Linked DNA regions of Mus musculus: all the other regions are linked to region 5. A link is a contact called in public HiChIP or PLAC-seq and promoter capture Hi-C data. All regions are on one chromosome and are shown on one strand. Each heading gives the region's core, a stretch centred on a gene start, on an enhancer-like site or on the middle of the called end of the contact. The rest is flanking DNA. Distances are from core to core; before and after follow the strand shown.

What was found. Promoter capture Hi-C pulls out the DNA fragments that hold promoters and counts their contacts. HiChIP or PLAC-seq counts read pairs in DNA pulled down with a chosen protein or histone mark. Capture Hi-C pulls out chosen DNA fragments and counts their contacts.
Region 1: a contact with region 5 is called in a promoter capture Hi-C map of pre-B cells. The contact joins the promoter of Stat2 here to the promoter of Stat6 in region 5. A contact is called at or near these places in 2 of 39 promoter capture datasets (pre-B cells and second pharyngeal arch cranial neural crest), 6 of 115 datasets of contacts at active chromatin or transcription factors (bone marrow-derived macrophages, embryonic stem cells, kidney and 2 more) and 2 of 9 other capture datasets (adipose tissue and embryonic stem cells).
Region 2: a promoter capture Hi-C map of embryonic stem cells shows a contact between it and region 5, with 3 times the contacts expected there. The contact joins the promoter of Smarcc2 here to the promoter of Stat6 in region 5. A contact is called at or near these places in 3 of 39 promoter capture datasets (embryonic stem cells, liver and pre-B cells), 2 of 115 datasets of contacts at active chromatin or transcription factors (bone marrow-derived macrophages and embryonic forebrain) and 1 of 9 other capture datasets (liver).
Region 3: an H3K27ac HiChIP or PLAC-seq map of microglia shows a contact between it and region 5, with 4 times the contacts expected there. The contact joins the promoter of Cnpy2 here to the promoter of Stat6 in region 5. A contact is called at or near these places in 1 of 115 datasets of contacts at active chromatin or transcription factors (microglia) and 2 of 9 other capture datasets (adipose tissue and macrophages).
Region 4: a contact with region 5 is called in a promoter capture Hi-C map of liver, with 2.7 times the contacts expected there. The contact joins the promoter of Myl6 here to the promoter of Stat6 in region 5. A contact is called at or near these places in 4 of 39 promoter capture datasets (hippocampal neurons, liver, pre-B cells and 1 more), 1 of 115 datasets of contacts at active chromatin or transcription factors (pancreatic cancer cells) and 1 of 9 other capture datasets (macrophages).
Region 6: a promoter capture Hi-C map of pre-B cells shows a contact between it and region 5, with 5 times the contacts expected there. The contact joins the promoter of Coq10a here to the promoter of Stat6 in region 5. A contact is called at or near these places in 3 of 39 promoter capture datasets (the SN4741 cell line, liver and pre-B cells) and 2 of 9 other capture datasets (adipose tissue and liver).
Region 7: a contact with region 5 is called in a promoter capture Hi-C map of liver. The contact joins the promoter of Tsfm here to the promoter of Stat6 in region 5.

Annotation. Positions count from the first base shown.
Region 1 is chr10:128,268,862-128,271,958 of GRCm38.p6, reverse strand. It overlaps Stat2 (signal transducer and activator of transcription 2), which reads right to left and starts at 1,461. Exons shown (of 24, transcript NM_019963.2): 1 at 1,242-1,461. Apof (apolipoprotein F) reads right to left here. Exons shown (of 2, transcript NM_133997.3): 2 at 709-2,964. The coding sequence starts at 2,947. The coding sequence ends at 2,000.
Region 2 is chr10:128,457,761-128,460,646 of GRCm38.p6, reverse strand. Smarcc2 (SWI/SNF related, matrix associated, actin dependent regulator of chromatin, subfamily c, member 2) reads right to left here and starts at 1,332. Exons shown (of 29, transcript NM_001372395.1): 1 at 1,210-1,332. The coding sequence starts at 1,320. It overlaps n-TScga2 (a tRNA gene), which reads left to right and starts at 2,102; the gene lies at 2,102-2,183. Mir8105 (microRNA 8105) reads right to left here and starts at 1,967; the gene lies at 1,879-1,967.
Region 3 is chr10:128,320,975-128,323,803 of GRCm38.p6, reverse strand. It overlaps Cnpy2 (canopy FGF signaling regulator 2), which reads right to left and starts at 1,345. Exons shown (of 6, transcript NM_019953.1): 1 at 1,029-1,345; 2 at 362-474; 3 at 105-220. The coding sequence starts at 449. It overlaps Pan2 (PAN2 poly(A) specific ribonuclease subunit), which reads right to left. Exons shown (of 26, transcript NM_133992.3): 26 at 2,446-2,829.
Region 4 is chr10:128,492,362-128,495,141 of GRCm38.p6, reverse strand. Myl6 (myosin, light polypeptide 6, alkali, smooth muscle and non-muscle) reads left to right here and starts at 1,256. Exons shown (of 7, transcript NM_001317218.1): 1 at 1,256-1,333; 2 at 1,576-1,603; 3 at 2,397-2,540; 4 at 2,740-2,780. The coding sequence starts at 1,331. Myl6b (myosin, light polypeptide 6B) reads left to right here. Exons shown (of 7, transcript NM_172259.1): 5 at 1-88; 6 at 475-552; 7 at 659-985. The coding sequence ends at 687.
Region 5 is chr10:127,641,695-127,644,658 of GRCm38.p6, reverse strand. It overlaps Stat6 (signal transducer and activator of transcription 6), which reads right to left and starts at 1,673. Exons shown (of 22, transcript NM_009284.2): 1 at 1,410-1,673.
Region 6 is chr10:128,367,224-128,370,259 of GRCm38.p6, reverse strand. Coq10a (coenzyme Q10A) reads left to right here and starts at 1,280. Exons shown (of 5, transcript NM_001374700.1): 1 at 1,280-1,562; 2 at 2,107-2,253. The coding sequence starts at 1,423.
Region 7 is chr10:127,029,100-127,032,233 of GRCm38.p6, reverse strand. It overlaps Tsfm (Ts translation elongation factor, mitochondrial), which reads left to right and starts at 1,420. Exons shown (of 6, transcript NM_025537.3): 1 at 1,420-1,490; 2 at 1,598-1,771; 3 at 2,552-2,680. The coding sequence starts at 1,437.

The DNA of each region.
Region 1 (3,097 bases), core at 212-2,711, 630 kb before region 5:
ATGTTTTGTCTGCATGTTCACCCACAGATCAGAAGCGGCATTGGATCCTATAGGACTCTAGGATTATAGATGGTTGTGAACCACCATGGCTGGGAATTGAACTCAGGACATCTGGGAGGGCAGACAGTGCTCTTAACTGAAGAACCATCTCCATAGCCCTGATCCAATCTCTCTTCAAACAAAATGTTTGTTTTCATTTTAGCTTTCTTGCAATCCTTGATCCTCGTGCCTTACTCTCTGTGAAAGCTTTGGTTGAGCTACAGCTCCAAACGGGTACTTGACTCTTTAAATTATATGCCTGTATTGCTTCTAAGAAACAAAAACTTGACGGGTGGTGTTGGTGCACACCTTTAATCCCAGCTCTTGGGAGGAAGAGGCAGGTGGATCTTTGAGTTTCCAGGACAGGAGGGCTACACAGAGAAACCCTGTCTCAACCCTCACACCCAAAGTCTGCCTAAGTGAACTAACTGCACGTAGGCTATAGGGGCTGCAACAAAGTACTTTCTCTAGTTGGCTTCACTCTCCGATATCAGTTTTGCACTGAATAAGGTTTTCTGAAATAAACTAGACTTTGTGTGTAACCTTAAGCAAACAGTTTCACCTCTAGGACTATAGTTTATATGTATTATATGTATATAATATATATATATACATATGTGTATATATATATATTATACAAACACACACACATAATGATCAAGGATGTCTTTCTTATTTATTTATTTATTTGTGCAAGGATCAAAAATTATGTAAAGGGCCTCGAGAGATGGCTCCATGGTTAAGAGCACTGGCTGCTCTTCCAGAGGACCTGGGTTCGGTTCCCAGCCCCCACATGGCTGCTCACAACCATCTTAACTCCAGTCCTAGTAAATTCGGCCCTCTTCTGGCCAATTCAGGCACGCACCTAGTACATAAACACAACATGCATACAAATTTTAAAAATATAATAAGGAAGCAAACAAATAAGTAAATAGATTCGCAGAGCAGAGGTTAAAGCTTTGGCTTATGACAAGGATCATAATGGGTACATAGAGCAGCTGCAAGGGTTGCGGAGGAGTTTTGGAAGGAAGTCGACAGGGTTGAGAAGTAGAACTGTGCAGCGGTGCAGCATCCTGCAGGGTGTTCGACTTCAGCCAGAGAGCAGAAGCCTTGTCTACAGGGGCATCACCCGGGGCAGCAGCCCTTCCCGGGAACCGGCTGGCACCTCCGCCCCGCTCCGCACACCCTTTCGGGGCCTGTACCTTCTGAGGGTCCAGTGCCGCTCCTTCCAGTGCTCTCGCTGCAACTTCCAATTCTCCAAGCGGTTCAAGGACCCGTTTTCCACCCTCCCCCGACTCCGGCGGACCAAGATAGCGAACAGCGGAATGGGTCACCCGGCTGGCGGAATGGATCACCCGGCTGTGGACGCTCGGCGTTCCGGGATCGGTGGGGCGACCGAAAGCTTAGCCACGCCCTCCCCGCGTGTCACTCTCATTGGCTGAAACACAACCCCGTTCAGCGCTGGGCTGGACAAGCTGCTTGAAACCACACCGCCGACTTCAGTGATTGGCGGAGAGGGAGAAGCTCGTTAGTGCCCGCTCCCGCCCCCCTAGTCGGGCGGAGCCCAACTAAAGTCTTAGCCAGGAATTCTAGCAGCTGATTTACCCGAACCGAACCGTGAGTTCTAGGGAAAGGAAACTGAAACCAGGGTGCGTGAAGGCACCTAGGACTCCATAGAAAGGGTGGGACCTGCGTCCCTTAGGATAGGGAGGGAAGAGCTGAGGTAATAAGGTATTTTTGAGGATATGAATGATAAATACTGTGGGTTCATGATAACGCTTTTTAATTTCTATAATCACTTGTTCAGGTGGAAGTTAGCCAGCCCCATTAGAGTGTAAAAATCTAAGTTTCAAGAAGGAAATTACTGGCAAGCGATGACAGTATCCCAAACCATCCACCCACCCATCCATCCATCTACACTTCTCTTGTCAGAATTTTCCACTTATTGGTTGTTTTGTTACTATCTCTTGTACGCCAAGACACCATAGTTCTTTAATAAAGGCCACTCCCAGTTAGAAGTTGTACTTTCAACTTCTGACACAAAATTAGACATGGCTATTTCTTCCACAACACCGATATCTGTGGTGGCATCCTTTCCGGTCTCTGGCTGATGGGTGGTCACCTCTGGCTGAGGGGTGGTCACCTCTTTCTCATCATAATAATACTGGATCAGCCGCTGAACCCCAGCCTTCATCGCTGGCTTAAGAGCAGCCGTGATCACCGCACCAGCTGGGCCCCCTGACGCGCCTACCATGGCCATCAAGAGATCATAACCCAGATCTATGGCCCCATCTCGACCTCGTTCCTTGGCCTTGTCAGAGCAGTTCTTAATGGCGTAATACAAAGCTGTGCCTAGGTTGTAGTAGGTGCCTACTGCTGGTAGTAGGTCAACCACATTGTGGACACTCTGTTCCTGATCATTGTCGCAGTCTGTGTTGGAAATCGAACGTTTGGCCCTCTTTGGACCTGGCTGCTCCCAGGCTAAGAGCTGCAGAGCAGAGGACAGGGCATCCACAGACACTTCCCGGTCTGTGTGTCCACTCTTCTGGAGCTCCTGGAGATGGTGGATGAGGGCTTGTGTAGCCTCCACACCTCCTAATCGGTAAAGCTGAAGCTGAAGAGCCCAGACCTCAGCCTGGCAGCCAGCTGCCTCCAGAGCATTCCTTAGAGCCAGGCCTACCAGGAATTTGGAGACAGGGGGCATGTAAGTGAAGCCAGGCAGGGACTTGGGGAGCAGCATCTGGCAGGACAAGGGCTTGTCTGAGGTCTGCATCTGGTATCCCAACTTCGAGGGAGGGAGCACCGTAGAGACACTGGTTGCCTCTCCGTGTGAAGTGGCATCCACAGGACACAGCAGGAGATAGCAAAGCAGCTGGATTGACATCAGGATGAGTCGGAGGCTATGCATGTCAGGAGCTGAGCACCCTGGAAAAAGGGAGAACCCCAAAACATGCAGACCATGTCTTTGAAGGTTATAGTCTGCAGGGAGCCCAAGATTCAGGGAACCCCCAATCTACCACCTACCTCCAAGCTTATGTTCTGTTTAGCAAAGGGGTAA
Region 2 (2,886 bases), core at 83-2,582, 820 kb before region 5:
CCCTAATTAGAGTCAGCACCTCTCGGTGGGAGGTATAAAGAGATCCGTGAAGGGAGAAGTAAATGACAAAGAGTTAAGCACTTGAAAGCTGAAGCAGGTCACAGCTGTCAAAGCCTTCGGGGCTTCACACCAAGACCCTAGACCGATCTCCCTTTAAAAGGTCAAAGGCAGAAAACTGGGAACCAGAGCCTCACGCTGAGGGTGCACACAAGTCACAGACCCAACAGCTGTTTGTCAAGAGTCTGACACCCAACAGAGAGACCCCAAATGGTTTCAGGGCTAAACTCAAACCAGAATTAGTGGAGCTTTCTGAAGCTGTCCACTGTACTCTGACAGGCTGGCTGCAAGGCTGGAGTAGCAAGAGTTGGGGGCTGTAAAACAAAGCAAGGGAAAAGAACCCTTAGCCGGGGTTGGTGAGGAAGCAGCCCATATCGAAGACAAAAAAGAAAAACGAAAAAAAGCCCAGACACCATGAAGACACAAGAATAAAAATTGGTTAAAAAAAAAAAAAAAGATAGATAGGGCTTCTTGAACCCTTTTGTTCCCCATCCTTATTTCCAGTTACAGGGTGGGGGTGGGGACTAGCGATATGAAGCTTATCCGAGCCTCTGGACCTCAAACCCAAAGCAATGCCAGGCTGGCTGGCTTGCAGAGGACTTCATTATGAAAGGAGGGTTGGAGGGGCTGCTGCCCTAGACTGCCATGTCCTGTCCCCTGAGAGGTTTGCAGCCCTTTAGAAGGAGACTAGGGTAACCCTGGGAGACAGGTGATTTCCCCAGGTAGAGACGCTTTTCAACGGCCTGCTCCGCGCCCGTCTACCCTCCTGCTCTGCCATCTGTCTCAGGACGTACACAAAGCACCACCGGGGAGGCCTGGGCCGCTCTGGCGTCTGGCTCGGCGCGGGGCTCCGGCGGGGGCCCCGCGGCTCGCACACCGGAGGGGAGGAGGCGCGCGGCGGCACCGGTCAGCCTGGAGGGCGAGGGCTGCCGGGCCCGGGCCGCCGCCCGGAGCCGCCGCCGCCCCCGCCAACGCCGCTGCGCTGCACCGGGGCAGAGGGCACGGTGGGGGAGGGGTGGGGGAGGGGCGCGGGCGGGCGGGCGGGAGGCGCGGGGAGGCCTCGGGGAGGGGCGCGGCGGCCGCCGCAGGGTGGGCCGGCCCCGGGAGCGGCGGCCAGGGGCCCTTTGTCCCCGCGCGGCGCTGCCCGCGTACCTTCTTGTAGTTCTTGCCGAGCCAGAGCCGCACGTTGTCGAACTGGGTCACGGTGTCCGCGGCCTCGTAGTACTTCACGTTGGGGCCGCCGTCCTTCTTCCGCACCGCCATCTTCTCGGGCTCGGGCCCCGCCGCCGCCCGCCCCGCTCAGCTCAGCTCCCGCCTCCTCCTCCGCCCGCCTCCCGCCGCCTCCCGCCGCCACGACCGCCGCCTCCCGCCGCCTGGGCCCCGGCCGGCGGAGCGCCCCCTGCCGGCGGCCCTGCGTAGCGGTGGCGGGCGAGCCCGAGCGCGCTCGGCGGACACCCCGGCAGCAGCGGCGGTGGGAGGCGGGCGAGCCCGAGCGCGCTCGGCGGACTTCCCCGCAGCGGCAGCCCGGCTGCTTCCCCGGGTCTCGCAGGACGCGGCTGTAGGACAGCGGAGCCCTCCCCGACTTGGTCTCGCAGCGGCAGTGGGGCTTACTGTTCCACTCCACGGGGAAGCCGGGAGCCCCGGGTCTGCAGCTCCGCCCCGTAACCCCGAGTGGCCCCCGGCACGTACGTTCCCGTGGAACTCTTTCGCTCCAATAAGTTCCTTCCAACCATTCCTGTTTCAACCCACGAGTGTCCCTGACGCTCCTCGTCCCGGTGCACCCAGCACCCCTGGTGCTACCCGGGGGGGTCAGGTGAGGGGTCTCCTCCCTCTGATCTTCGGGTCTCGCCAGTCGCCTCCGCTTTAGGAGTCGGCTGGCGAGCCCCGATTCTTCGACCCAGGTTCAAGCATTGTGGCGCGAAGGTGCGAGGGAGGGAGCGGCTCTGGGTACGAGCCTCGGGCCGCGACCCTGCACCGGTCCGCTCGCACCCAGTCACCCGTGCGGACCCTTTCTGTAAGCGCGCGGCCAACCATAGTTTTGGGAGTCACGGTGGCCGAGTGGTTAAGGCGTTGGACTCGAAATCCAATGGGGTTTCCCCGCACAGGTTCGAATCCTGTTCGTGACGGCAGTTTTTCGTATTTTTTTTCCCCCCTCCTATTAACCAGTAGTTGAGTGGTTGAAAGTGAAAAGGCAGCACTACTCCTTTAGGTTAGACCAGGGTGACATACAAACCAAATTGGGCATCGCTGTATTCGCTGTTAGGATACCAGGCACTTTGAGATATTTTTGAGAATTCTGTAACATTTCATAACAATGAAGAGTAGTCGTTTTGTTTGGGAAAGCTAGTCAAACCTAAGATTTCTAAACAGGGCATCTTTGGAGTTTGTGACCAAAAGTGGAGCCTTGAAGTCTGGTGACTGGAGACACAGAAACAAGCGTTTCTCATTTGGATTTTTCTTTTTAATTTAGACAGGGACTCATGTGCACAGGCTGCCCTTGAACTTGCCTTGCAGCCAAGAATGACTTTAAATTTCTGATCCTCCTGCCTCTACCTCTCAAGTACTAGGAGTTACAGGTGTGCCTGAGCATGCCAGGATCCTTTGCGGCTCGGAACTGAATCCAGGGGTTCAATTTGTTCGATAGGTAAGCATTCTGTTTCGCTACATTCCCTAGCCCTCATTTGAGTTTTCCTGAGATAACCTCAGGTATCACGGGACTAGGAGGAGGCCTACGTTGAGGATTTGTTGGGCACCAGAGGCTGGTTAAAATCTGTGTATATTAACCAAGCAAGGGAATTCCTTTCTCAGGCTCTAACCCTCTCATGTTAC
Region 3 (2,829 bases), core at 96-2,595, 680 kb before region 5:
GATCATTATCATTACAGGTCGAATGACTTCCTGCTTTCTTCTCTTCGAACAAGTTCATACTCTAAGCCCGAGTGAGCTACTTTATTTGAGGGATAGTAAATTACCTCCACAACTGACTGGCTGCCATCTGGATTGATTCGGAAGGATCCCATCTGAATGGTCTTCTTGGGGTCCACGCGGGCAATTTCCCACTCTAATTCATCCACCAGAGCCCTGCAAGCTGGTGTCAGGGAAGAGAACAGGGAGTGGGGATGGTGAGGGGAATGAGGGTTTTTCTATCCATCCTTGTTCCAAGCTTTGGATCTCATGACTCCCACGGGTCATCTTCCTCCCACTTCTCCACTGGTCTTCGTGCTTTTACCTCCACAGTGTAGATCTTGGCTCCTTCGAGCCCAGGCAGTTCCCAGCAGGACCCCCAAAAGTAGGGCTAGCCAACCCCAGCCTTTCATCTTTAGTGTAACAGGGTCGCTCCACCTGGATTTGTATGAAAATGAAACACAGGTGTGAGGAGAGCGATCCATTTCCCCCATGACCGTCACCCCTCATTCCAAGGCCTTCAGAGGCCTTGGTGTGATTCGGATTGTTTTCCAGGAAAAAACCTCGTTACAAACACCCGAGGGACCGGAGTTCGGGATGGGGGAATAGGGAGTGAGAGCTCGGGACTGGGACTCAGATCCAGAAACTATGTCCTCCACAGGTGAGGGCCTGGGTTTTGATACTTTGAGGACACTGAGGACTCACAGAGCTATGCAGTAGCTTTGAGATGGAGGTTATCGATTACGTGAGAATGACGGGCAGAAAGGAGCTGCCAGCAAGGAACCAGTCAGGCCATGAAGCCAGCGAGCACACTCCATAACCAGGGCCTATGTGGACCTAGCACCAAGGGTTCCGGAATCCCCATCTCTAGAATGTAAGTAGCTCCCGTGCAGACAGACCAGCCCCTTTTGTAAGGACTCCGCCATCGCTTTGCTCGGGTCCATTCCCAACCTCAGTGCGCCCACAGCCTCTGACGCTCGCATCTGTCCCACCTCTGCTCCCACGGCCGCCGCCGTGGCCCAGGCTCTGGAAAGCAGCCGGACTCTCACTTTGTTTTCTGTGGGTCCCAACCCTAGCAGCTGGCTGGGAAAAACGGGGCTGTCCCGGCTTCTCCAGAGCGCTCCGGCTCCCGCCAGGTTCAGGGTGGCCAGTGACCGCCTGGCCCAGCTTCCCGCACTTAACTAGGCACCTAAGCGGAGATCTGAGGGTCCCGTGCGAGCCCCCCACCGAAACTGACCCTAAGCCCGCCCCTCCAAACTCTCGCGCGAGCAGGCAGCTTTAGGAGCGCCTCCGAGGCAGCGAGGACCCCTTGGAAGACTTGAGGACCCAGACTTGCGTGGCGAATTGGTTCACGTGACCAACCAAAGAACAAAGGTAGCCTAGCTTACAGTGAGGACCGAGCGCATGGGGTGCCTGGGGAAATTGCATCAGTCCAGGTGGGCTAGGACTTGCAAACAGATGCAATTAGTAGTGGGAGAGAAGCCTAGGTTTCAATGCACAAAGATTTCATGATACAGCAAACTACATTTCCCAGGAAGCACTGCAGTACCACTCTGCCAGTAGCTACAGGTCTTTTTCTTTCTTAAAAAAAAAACAAACAAACAAACAAAAAAACTAGTTTTTAAAACAACTTCCTTCTTGTACCAAATTAATAAATGATCGTCATTAGGTATGTATTGGGTAATATCATTTTTGGTATTATCTGCCTTTTCAGGCAGGTTCTTGGAGATTTCTCTTAATTTATCCTCTGAGGATGGGGGTGTGGGTTATATTACGGTCAATATTCTTCTTAGCTCTCACGCTGTGAATAGAGCAATTCCTCTCTGAATTTTCGGCACACCGCAGGTACTGTCATGAGTGAAGCAGTGTCTTGCTATGTAGCCCAGGATGCCTTGAACTCAACTCCCCATCGCAGGCTGGTTGGGGACTGTGGTTCTCAACTGCTCCGCTGTTAGGATAACAGGTTGACACCACGCCTTAAGGTCTTGAGATAAACTGGGATTTGTGATCGCTTTATGTATTTAGGGTGCTAGGCAACTACAGCAAAGACCGAACACCGTCCAGGGGAAGAACAATTATGTTCCTCCTGGTGCCCGGCATGGTGGCGCATGCCTTTAATCCCAGCACTTGAGAGGCAGAGGCAGGCGGATTTCTGAGTTCTCGAGGCCAGCCTAGTCTACAAAGTGAGTTCCAGGACAGCCAGGGCTACAGAGAAACCCTGTCTCAAAAAACAAACCAAAAACCAACCAAACAAACAAAAAAACAAAAAAACTATGTTCCTCCTGGATCCATTCATTCTGGGACTCAGAATCTTCATTTCTAGGTGTGGATCTGAAAACACAGTTTTCATTTTCTCATTGTTTGGTGAAGTCAAATCAAAGAAAGAAAGAAGCCAAAGAATCCCACACTAGCGGTTTTCTAATGAGATAAAAATACTTTTATTTTATAAAACATGCTGTTTTAAGCAAAATTTTTAAAAAATAAAACAAAACTCGAGATAGAATGTATGGAAGACAGATACTTCTCAGCTGTGGTCAGGAATGAAGCCAGTAGCTCAGCTTCCTGCACACCGGTTTGATTGGCCCATTGAGACTCTACAAGCTGGTCCACCCAGCCACCGTCTCTCAAGCAGCTAGATGCTGGAGCTGCCTGGGTCTCTGTACCCTGTGACTGTCCAGGACTTCAGTTCTCTAGCAGACTGGGAACTGAGAGTTCTGGTTCTAGAGCTCTTTTGTACAGATATCAGTTGCCCAGGATATTTATTACGAACACCAATCACTCCACCTGGGTCAC
Region 4 (2,780 bases), core at 7-2,506, 850 kb before region 5:
GACTACCTAGAGGGGCTTCGTGTGTTTGACAAAGAGGGCAACGGCAAGGTCATGGGTGCAGAGCTCAGACATGTTCTTACCACTCTCGGTGAGGCAGGGCCCAGAGCTGTGGGGTGGAGAAGTGGGGGGTCCTGGAAGAGCTAAGTAGAGCCTAGAATGGGTTTATGGTCCTGCAGTTATGGGCAGGAGACTCAAGAGGGCCAGCATTGTGGAGACAGATCACCTAGAGGCTAAAGTGTCCAGCTATGAGCCAAGGGCAGGGAATGCAATGTCCCCCTTTGCAAGCCACAATTGTGTTGATTCCATGCAAGTCTCAACCCCGGCAGCTTGTTTCGCTGTCAAGTCAAAGCTTTCACCTGCTCCAAGGCACCGTTGATATGAAAAAGGGCAAGGGTGGGAGGATGAACCACCCTGAGAATGTCTTGGGCTGGTGAGGCAGGGAAGGCGGGGGACTCTAACTGTTTTTGGGTTCAGGAGAGAAGATGACTGAGGAAGAGGTAGAGACTGTTCTGGCAGGCCACGAGGACAGCAACGGCTGCATCAACTATGAGGGTGAGGGGGCAGGATGGCCAGGGAGTAAGGAGACTTGAGGGGGGTGGGAGTACCCTCAGTTACCCGAAGGTCAGTTTCTCAAGTCCTCTCGTCTCCTTTCGTGCAGCCTTCCTGAAGCATATCCTAAGCCTCTGAGCTCCGCAGGTGGCCCTCCAGCCAGCCCCTGGTATCCGCTTGAGAGGCAAGGGTCCTCGATCCACCAGATAGAAGCGCAGGCAGTGCGTCTCCGCGCCCGTCCGTAGCGCAGCCGCCAGGGCTGGACTATTTCCTTCCCCACCCCCCACCCCCTCCCACCCCCACCCCACCCCAGCCCCGACTCCCACCCCACGTAGAACCTGCAGCGACGGAAACTTGCCCCACCTCCTGTGCGGCCAGAAGCGCGTTCCTGCCACTAGGGGGCACTTACAGTTTTGAAATAAAAACATGGTTCCTGCTTCGGTTTCCGACAGTTTTCTTTTGAGAAAGAGGAAGGACGGGAGCGGGTAGTCCTCTCTTCTGCAAAAGCCCAAATCCTCTGCTCTTGGTGCAGCTCGGAAGAAAGGTTTCCGAGAGTCCCAACCCAGGCCCCCCTGCTAGATTCCTGAGCCGAGGTAGGGCGCCCCCCCCCCACCTCATTAATAATGTAGTGATGTCATCTGCATGAGCCCAGACTAGCGTGCCTATTGGATGAAACGGCGGAGGGTGACGTCATGCGCCATGGGACGTACTAAGGCTGGGGTTGGGTAGGGCGTCGGAGCCATTACTGCCGGAAAAGGTCCAGCAGAGCTCAGCAGCCAAGATGGTGGGCCCTGGGAATCGGGAGATCAGGGGGATTTGGGGCAAGGAGAGGACCGCGGGTGGGAGTAGAGAAAGCAGTGGACGTGGGCACGCCCAGGTTTTGGAAGGTTGGCTGTGGGATTGGAATGTCTAGGGCTTTGCCCTGGGAAGCGAATCCTCGGCTTCAAACAGGAGTTTGTAAAGCCGGGATAGAAGCTTGCGGGGTTGGACCTCAGGTAACTGACCAATCCCTTCTTCTCCGAGCAGTGTGACTTCACCGAGGACCAGACCGCAGGTAGGCAGTCTCTGACCCGCAGCTCAGGTCATCCTTACCGAGAGGGACCCCCTTCCTTTAGCATCTATCTTCTGATCCCAACCTGTCACCTCCAGCGCTCCCAGGAGAGTGCCCCGTGGATTTCCTTCTGCTCTAGATCCTCCATTTTCTTTTCTCATTCTTTCTTCCTTCCCCTTCCACTCCAGATCTGAGCCCCAAGCGCTGGGTGAGTTTTAGGTGGTGTGGGTGTGTGAAACAATTTGACTAGTGCCTGTTATGTGTCGGGTCTATTACGCTTGTGGTTTGCTGCTTCTTTTTTTGCCTCTCCTCTGATAACTGTCCCCTCCTTAAGCTTGGATTCTGAGTACTGTAGAGGGCAGTGCCTTGATATTTTGTTAAGATGGGCACTGGAGAGTTTGCTAAGGATGTGGCTTCACCTCTTGGAAGGTCTCCCGGAGGGGAAGGGTGGGAGTGGGAGGCTAGAGTCCAGGCTCTTACTTCCTTATATGGGCAGGACCTAGCCTGGGCGGTGGCAGATTCCTGCGGAGTTGTATAGTAGTGGTGGAGAGCCTAGCCTGCCGCAGCTCAGGGGGTGTGTAAACAGATGGCTACCACCTTAAGGTAAGGGAAAGAAGGTTGCCTGTCTTTATGTGGGGCATTTGAGTTGATAGAAATAGATCCCTAGGAGTAGTCTTGTGTATAGAGGAGGACAAGATATCTGGTTTCTGCAGCATGACTTAAGTTGAATTGGCAGCAGAGCTGTGCAGCAAGCACGGGGCTAATCCCTGGTGCTGCCGTTCTTCTGAATCCTCAGAATTCAAGGAGGCTTTCCAGCTGTTTGACCGAACAGGTGATGGCAAGATCCTGTACAGCCAGTGTGGGGATGTGATGCGGGCCCTGGGCCAGAACCCTACCAACGCCGAGGTGCTCAAGGTCCTAGGGAACCCCAAGAGTGATGGTGAGCATTTCAAGAATGTAGTGGGTTCATGGTTGTTCAGCTAAAGTCATCCCTTTATCTGCATAGGTGCCAAACTTGAGCAAGTTTTGTCTCATCCAGTTCTGATTCCCTCTTCTGGCCGTCCTTGTGTTCCCTACCGTCATGTCCTGAGAACATGTGTGACTTCTCTTGTCTGACACCTCCACCTCCCACATGACAGAGATGAATGTGAAGGTGCTGGACTTTGAGCACTTCCTGCCC
Region 5 (2,964 bases), core at 424-2,923:
TCAGTTTATAATGACCTCTCAGAGAGGAGGAGGAGGAAGATGGGATGGAAACTCCCTGGGTCTCCCCAATTCCTCCTGCCTTTTGAGCCTCTTAACTCCCACAGGACTCCCATATAGAAGAGAAGGAGGCCACTTCACAGGACATTGCCTACCCTTAACCATCTTCCCGGTTGCTCTCCCACTCCCTGAGTTCTCACTCCCAAAGGCAGAGTCTTCAACTCTTGCATAGGGTCCTCCAACCAGACTTTGCTCTAAAACTGTCTACCCCGTTGGGTGGGGCATCCCGAAGAGTCACATTTGTCTTATTTTCAAATTTAAGAGAGGATTCTGTTCCCTTTTCCTCCCAGTCTCTGGAATGTTCGGATTCCAGACCTTTGGCCCTATCCTTACCCTACTGGGGACTGGGACCGCCAAGCCAGGAACAGCTCCAATTTCCTCTAAATCTCCCTGTAGAGTGACTCAAGTCTCATCCTTCCCCCACCCCAGACGCCATTAAGCCATATTTTTCTCCTGAGCTGCCGGTAACGTTGCAGGGTCTATAGGTCGGGCTAGGACAAGGACCGTCCTTTCTTGAGATCAGTCCCCTAGGGTGGGAAGGCGGAGCTACACTTCAAGAGGCGGGGCGAGCTTTCCCTTCCAGGCTCCCCCTCCCCGCCGTAGGGGAAGCCCGACAACCTAGAAGCTTCTTCGTAAGCTTGGTGGCCTAAATCTATCCCCTCCACTCCCGCATTCCGAGTCCGCTGGCCGTGTGACCCCAATATCAAAAGTCAAGGGCTTCCCTGAGTTGTCCAATGTGCGTGTATATATGACGGTGGCGGCGCTGGTGGGGGTGGGAAAGGGTGGGAGGAGGTGGAGCCAGGTCAGCATGAGGAGGGTTAACCCCCAGCCGGCTGCCCTCCACGGGGAAATCTCAGGGTTTACTGCGGCCAAAAAAGTGAGGGGGAAAGTCCCCCTCCTCTGGGGCACCATGAGATCTACATCTGGGTCTCTCTCACCCTCCAGCCACACCCTGAGTAGGAACCTTTAGCGGGCAGCAGCTAGGGGTTGGACAGGCTCGGGGACCCTGGAGCATCAACTTCTAGGGAAAGGCAGCCATGTCCCCCAACCCAGAGAACCTTTCTTCTCCTCTGCCCAGCGACTGTCCCAAGACCCAGGAGGCGCAGGGCTGAGGATTGGGGAAAGTGACGCGACACGTTGGGGACCGGAATGTGGAGGCCTGTACCCACCCGAGTCCTTCGAAAGTTGGAAACTGCCAAAACCCAGTGCCGTCAGCTAACCCCAGATGAAACTATTTTCAGGGGACCAACTGCCCCGCCCAGGGGGGAGGATCCGAGAGGCCCCGAAAATCCATCCCTCGTGGTTCGTCAAAGCCCCCCCATAACCTTCCCTACTCGCAGACGTCCCCTCACCTCAGCAGCCCCGCTGCTATCTTCTCCCTCTCTCAGAGGGCACTACCAAGCCCCATGGGTCTGTAGGTCTGTCCAGCGGGTCCTGGGCTGGCCCTAAAAACTCAATGTGTACAGACACACACACACATATGCACACAGGCACGCGCGCACACGCTCGAGCGCGCGCACACACACACAAACACACACACAGGCACGCACGCACTCGTCTCCGGGCCTTCTTCACTGTAAACCCTGGCTGCCCCGGCCTGCTGTTTCCGGCTTCTCTGTCTGCCCAGGTCCCTCCCTGGCGCTCTGACGACACAGAGAAGAGAAAGTGGGCTGGAGGAGGAAGAGGAAGAAAGTGGGGTGAACCTGTATGTACCCGGTGGGGAAGCACGTAGTGGGGAGGGCAAAGCTGGAGCTCCATTGAACCACACTGGAGGGAGGCTGACCTTTACTCTAATCCCCTTAGCACTGATCCATTCCCCACTCCTCGGAAAAGTCACCTAATATCTGGCAGAGGCATGCCACCCCGAACTGCCTAGCTACCACACAAACTTTCTCCGGGCCAGAGATTGGGACCTCGGGGAACTGTGCTATGGGACATCTGGGTTGTGTGCGTCCTCCAGTGGAGGACCCTGAAAAACAGCTGGGAGCCCGAGGCCCCTGCACAATTAGGCTCACCTCCTTCCAAGGCAGGAACGCCTTAGAAGTCCCGTGATACTGTAGGGAGGAAGTGGGGGAGGGGAACCCTTAGCTCAGAATTCTGGAAGTCTCCGGGAGTCCCTTGGAGGAAAAGGAATTCATTCGGGGATACCACGTCCCAAACCCTAGTGATAGCCACTGAGGGCTGCCAGGGTGCCAAGTTTGAATGTGAATATGCTGTGCAACCTTGGCAAAGTTCCTATCTGTTTCTGAGGTAAACACTGAGACACACCCCAAAACAAATATGTGCAATTTCCCTGGCCACAAGAAAACACACACACACACACACACACGCATACACACACACATACACACACGCACACGCGCGTGTCTGAGCTTTACACATGTAGCAGCAGGCTCTCACACATGACAGCCCTCAGAGCCTCTTAGAGTCACACACACACACACACACACACACACACGCCCCTTGTTCAGCCTCTGAATCACCATCATAACCAGAGGACTGTCCTGTAGTTTTTGTTGGGGAGGATAACAAAAGGCCAAACCTGAAAGTCGAGTGTATGGAGGGATAGTCTGAGGGTGGCTGTGTCAAGTTGGAATTTTGGCTTTCCATTGCCTTTCAGGGCTGGGCTGAAAGAGCAAAAGCCAGGCTTCTGGCGCCCCCTGGTGCCTGAGCTGATTCCTCCACTGCACATCCGTGGGCACTGTACACAGTGCAAACTTAGATCCACCCAGGTGCCAGAGCAAACTGTACATGTACATATAATATAATCATGGACTCTGAGCAAGACCTATTTGTGTTCAAGTCCTGCCAAAGATGCTAACTGCAGAATTGGCTGGTTCATTATCTGTAGGACGGAGCACGCAGAGTGGCTTAAGCTGTGGGGTTGTGAGAATAGAATATACTGAT
Region 6 (3,036 bases), core at 31-2,530, 730 kb before region 5:
TTTGTGTAAAGCATTTGACTTGTATCACAATGTAGCTTTGATTGCCTGTCTTCTTCCTGCCAGCACATTTCCTTTGTCAGGCAAAGCTCGAATCAATGTGGGGAGCTTTAACCCAGCGTAGGGAAAGCAGAGCTTGCTCTGTGACAGTCGGGAGAATTTTGCTTGCTCTTGCACCCGTCTAGGCTAATCTCTTTCTAATTTGTAGTTTATTTCTCTTCTCTCTTTTTCCTTTGGTCATACTTTTCCCAAGAGCGCTTGTTTTTTCCTTGAATCCTGGGACGTAGTATTCACCTTTGGGCTTTCTGCCTGTGATGTCTCGTCCTCCATTGAGTACACATTTTTCCCCGACAGTGATGGTGCTTTTTTCTAAAAGTAAATTTTGGCTAGTAGTAGCTCACACCTGTAATTCCAGCAACTGGGAAGTGGCAGCAAGAAGGTGCATATGAGTTCAAGGTCAGTGCAGGTTACAGAGCAAGATCATGACACCCCAAAGCCCTCCTGGAGAGCATGCATGTCTGTAATCTCAGCAGCTAAGAGTCAGGACGATATCCAAGAGTTCCAGGGCAACCAAGCTTATATAGCGAGGGCGTCTCAAAGAACAAACAAACCATGTCTTATGTTTGGTTTGGTCTGACAGTAGGGCTTGCTTCTTGTTTAGAGCTGGCTACTCTAAAACTGGGTAGGTAGCCCAGGCTGGCCTGGAACTCGTGGCAACCCTCCTGCTTCTGCCTCAGACTTCTTTCCATAAATATTAGGGAGGAAATTCTGCTCCTAGGGACGTTCATGAAGGAGCACTGCAAATTCAAGGCCTGAATTGTCTTGTCTCGAATAACGAGAAGGGGAGGAAGGGGGAAGGGCGTGTAGATCTAGGAGAGATTATACAAGTCAGCCCAGAACTTGCAAAGTTAATATCCTTTTCCAAAGACATAAACCGGCAGCAGGCACTGCAAAGGCCAGTAGGATGAAAAGAGCCTCTCCTTCTAAAGGGCTCTGAGAAACGTTCCTCTGGACATCGACAGCCATCTGCCGTTGACACGCCCACGACGTCGCCTCTGCGTCTACGTATCAGGTCCTGTGACCACAGACTCGCCAAGTAGTTTGTGCCAGGCGATCTCGCTCCCCCGAGCCATCTCTGCAGCTCCTCCGACACGCACCCAGCGCCCTTTCTTTCACGCCAGAGGTGTCAAAGAAACTACATCTCCCGACAGGCAGCGTTGTCCCTTCCTTCCTCGCGCTCCCTCCTCCCGATCCCTGGCAACGGCGTGACGTGAGGGGACCCAGAGCTGCGGTCACCGCTTCAGTGACAGCCTATCCGGCGCGCGGGCCGGAGCAGGGCGAAGGCAGCCGGAGCTCGCGCCGCCCTTCCTGCCCGGCCTCCCCTACAGCTCGCCGCCGCCGGGAGTGCCAGGCAGGGGCGCGCGCATGGCCTCTGCGGGCGCGCGGAGGCTCCCGGCCCCGACGCGCGCGGCCGCCCGGAGCTGCTGCGGCTTCTCGCTCTGCCGGGGCGCGCGCTCCGTCCCGACCCCGCCCCCGGGCCCTCCGCGGCCGCCGCGTCCAATGAGGTGAGAGGCAGGCACAGACGTCCGCGCAGGACCGGAGGGGGTCGCCCGGCACCCCGAAGTTCAGCGGTGGAGGGTGGCAGCCCTTAGACGGCAGGCCGGAGAAGGGCTGGCATTGGTGGTGCCCTGGGAGTTCGAATGGAGTTCTGGAGATACGCGTACAAGCTAGATGCTCGGGGCGGGTGCGTGCCAGCCACTTCTTGGCCTTCGCCGGCGTTCTGGCTTTGATGTGCCTGGCCTGACCCTGGCGTCAGAGATGCTTCAGTTTGCTTGCAGCAGTAGTGTTGCCTCAAAGGCAGCTGGCACTTAGGACGTGCCCTTCTTTTTCCCATCCCCACCCCTGGCCCTGTCCTCAGCCGCCCTCGACCTTTCGCACTCGTGACTGCCTGGCCAGCCAGCCCAGCTAGCTGCAGCAGGTGCTAGGGGCAGAAAAGCTTGCCCGAACCAACGACCTTCCTCTGTGATGCATCCCTCTTCCCCTTCACCTGAAGTGGTTGAATACAAAAAAAGAATCGTGACGCTGCCTCTCCTTTCTTTTTGGCGCTAGGTTTCTGATTTCCTGTAATCTCTTCTTGCCTCGCGCTGCCCAGGCCTTGGCAGCGGAGGCTGGCCTACCTCATAGTCGTTCCTTCATGGGCTTTGCTGCCCCCTTTACCAACAAGCGAAAGGCTTACTCGGAGCGTAGGATCATGGGGTGAGCATTCCTTTTTTTCCCCTTCAAATAAATAACCATGTACCAGTAGTGGGTAAGATTCATATTGGGCCACTTGTCTCCCCAGCAACGTTTTCGCTGCCAGCCTTTCAACCTAAATTTCCCACCTTAGTTGTTCTGCACGTGTATTAGTCTAGAATTGTGTTACATCATAGAAAGGTAACCGACTAGGTAGTACAGCCTGTAATCTAAGCTTGAAGCTTCCACGGACTACATAGCCAGAGCTGCATCATAGGTATCTCACACACACACATTTTGAGACAGGCTCTCACATAGCCTAGGGTTGGCCTTGAACTTGATATACAGTCAAGAAGACTTTGAACTTATATCTTGCCTCCACCTACCTCCCTAGAGCTGAGATTATAGACATGTGCCACCATGCTGCTGTTTTTCTGCAGTGCTGGGGATTGAACATGCTAAGAAACCACTTATTACAGGACTTAATTAAGTCACAGCTTTTTGTTATTGTTGTTTGAGCCAAGGTCTCAAGACATACCTCTGGGTATCTACCTTGGAACTATGTAGTCTAGGCTGGGCTAAAACTCAGAGATCTGCCTGCTTCTGCCTCCTAAGCACTGGGACTAAATGGACTTTACTGGCTACCAGGATGTCAGGCTTTTGTTTTATTTTGATAATCGGTATCATTATTTAGACTTGGCTGGCCGGTCTCCCAAGTGCTGAGATTAAAGGCGTGCACCACCATGTCCAGCTATAGCAAAAATGCTTTAAAAAATTTAAACTATAAGGGACTGGAGAGTTGGCTCA
Region 7 (3,134 bases), core at 171-2,670, 610 kb after region 5:
TTGCTGGGATTTGAACTCTGGACCTTCGGAAGAGCAGTCGGGTGCTCTTACCCACTGAGCCATCTCACCAGCCCATCTTTGCCATTTTTAAAGGGAAAAACAGGCATTAATTATCTCTCCTGTATCTCTAAACATTGCCAGAAAGCTGGATGCCAAGATACTCCAGAATGTCTGTCTCTTGCTTGTTGAAATAAGAGTCTCAATAGGGGGAGTCTTCCTAGACCTGAGCCCCAGGAGGAGAATCAGAGATGTCCCGTTGGTCTGTAGCTTCTTCATCCTTTGCAAAGCTCAAGACCTGATCACAGGCATCATGTGATCACATTCTGGATTGGGTTCGAGGTTCTTCTAATCTCTAGTTCTTCCTTCCACGTCAGGTTTTCCTTCTTGTTTTGCCTTCGGTTCTTGTCTCTCCCTCTCTGCAGCAGTCTGGCTCTTTTTTTACTTAGCCTTTCGGCACACAACCATCTTTGATGTGTCTGCCACTGTTCTCTTAACCTAGATGCCACGCCTCAAGCTCTTGCCATCTTCCAAAACCTGCTCTAATTAGCTTCTACTGTCAGAACAAACGTCTTTGCTTGGTACTCAGGCCACACACACCTGCTCCTAAACTACTTTGTATCTCATTTCCTACTCTGCTTCTTTTGCACTTTTAGCTAAAGTGTCTTAACGCTTTGTTCCCTAACTCTATGGGCATTCCCTGGCCTCTCCACTTTTCCGATGATCCCTTCCAGGAAGGGCCATTGCTCTCTGTCTACACTTATGCTTTGCTTCTGGAATCAAAAAAAGAAAAAAGAAAAAGAAAAATAAGAAGAAACCACTCCTTTTCCCGAGCTTTCTGTTTGGATGTGGTTTCCTTGACTGGAGATCTTTTAACTGGTTAGGGACCTTATATTGCCTTACCCGATTCTTATTTCCTCAGACCAATAGATGCATTGGAGGGTAGAGCTATGATTTATGCATCACCGATCCCCTGAAACTAGCAACAGCTCCGGGCACACATATGTTCAGTAGATATTTTACTAATTCAGCAATTATTTATTGGGTTTGTTGAAGGAACTCTGCTTCTCCAGGTGACCTTGGGCAATTTCCTGAGCCCACCCTACTTACCTGCCGTGTGTGTGTGTGTGTGTGTGTGTGTGTGTGTGTGTGTGTGTGTGTGTGTGTGTCCGGACTCATAAATGGATAATGAATATAAAAGTACATTGGAAATAAAGAAACAAAGTGTCACCTACATGTCTTGTGTTGTTATTTCGCAGCAACTTTACCGCTAAGTCTTTTGTGAAATATTTTAATGAATTTAAAAGAAGCGGGCACATCCCTCCTGCCAGCAGGTGGCAGCATCCTCGCGCCACGCGTTCTGGGAGGCGTTTTGGCTCTCGCGCCACGCCGTAGGCCGGCGTCCCGTCTGTGCGCCGATGGGCGGGAGGGCCAGAGGGATGTCGCTTCTGCGGTCGCTGCGCTTCTTCCCGGTCGCGTGCACCGGCCGCTCGGTGAGCGCGCGCGCCCTTCCCTTCTCCCGACCCTGGCCCCGCGGATGGTGCTCCCCCTCCTCCCGTTCTGCTCCGGGAGCTCATCCCTTTCTCCTTACTCTCCCCAGGCGAGGGCTGTCCTGCTCCAGCCGTCCCAGCCATGGCTCACGTTTCACGCCGGCCCCTCGCTGTCCTCTGCTGCCTCCAGCAAGGAGCTCCTTATGAAACTGCGGCGGAAAACCGGCTACTCCTTTGTCAACTGCAAGAAGGCTCTGGAGACTTGTGGCGGTGACCTCAAGCAGGTGGGAGGAGGTGCTGCGAGATTTGGTGCTACGGCTCCACCCCATTCTTTCCTTCCGGGGGTCACTCTGCGGAGCATAGACATGACCTGCTGCTGCCCAGTGTCCTGTGCGACAGAACTGGCCAAAGAGGAAAATTTGGCTTAAACGAGAGCTTTACCCTTCGACTGCGTTTTCACTGGAAGCAGTTAACCTAGAAACTTAACTTGCTGAATTCCATGTTCCTTATGGCTATGAGATTTGCTGCTGCCTGGAGATCGGTGTTTGTATAAATTTAGGAGTTAGACTCCAGAGGCTCTCACACCCGCTCAAACTCTGGAGATCGCAATGAATCCTTTCGTGTTGTCAGCGTTGTCTGTATAATGAAAACACTACCATCTATCCTATAGTGGGGTTGTAAAGATTAAAAGTAGAGAAGCAACAGCGACTACAGCGCTTGGTGTAAAGCATTTAGTAGTTTCTCTTATAGAATGTGGGTGTGCAGAAAAAGTCATATGGGGGCTGGAGAGATGGCTCAGCGGTTAAGAGCACTGGCTGCTCTTCCAGAGGTCCTGAGTTCAATTCCCAGCAACCACATAGTGGCTCACAACCATCTGCAGTGGGGTCTGATGCCCTCTTCTGGTGTGTCTGAAGACAGATACAGTGTACTCATACATAAGATAAATAAATCATTAAAGAAAAAGAAATTATAAAAAGTCATATATGGTTTGGACATATTTTAAAGTACCTTTCATTTCTAGTTCCTGTGACTGACTTTCCCCTCTGTTTCTTTTGCATTTGTAGGCAGAGGACTGGCTGCACAAACAGGCCCAGAAGGAAGGATGGAGCAAAGCCGCCAAGCTCCACGGGAGGAAGACTAAAGAAGGCTTGATTGGACTTCTGCAGGAGGGAAACACAGCTGTTTTAGTAGAGGTGCGTTGTTGGGATGCCACATACTAGAAACAGCTGTATCTTGGAGAGTACGATCTGTGGTGGACCCTTTGCATGCTTAAGGAATCTGTAAGCGGTGGCTCGAGTGAAGTCCCCAAGGCCTCCGTTATGTGACGGGATTAAGAATGTAAATGCAGGGCTTGAGAGATGGCACAGTGGTTAAGAGCACTGACTACCCTTCCTGAGGTCCTGAGTTCAATTCCCAGCAACCACATGGTGGCTCACAACCATCTGCAATGGAGTCTGATGCCCTCCTCTAGTGTGTCTGAAGACAGCTACAGTGTTCTCATATATAATAAGTAAATATTAAAGGTAAAAAAAAAAAAGAATATAAATGTCTTGATGGGAATTGTCCTAGCAACCTAGATCATTTATTCTAAATGTTAGACTTAAAATGTTAGACTGTAAGTGGTGGACTTAGAAACTAGTAGCAGGG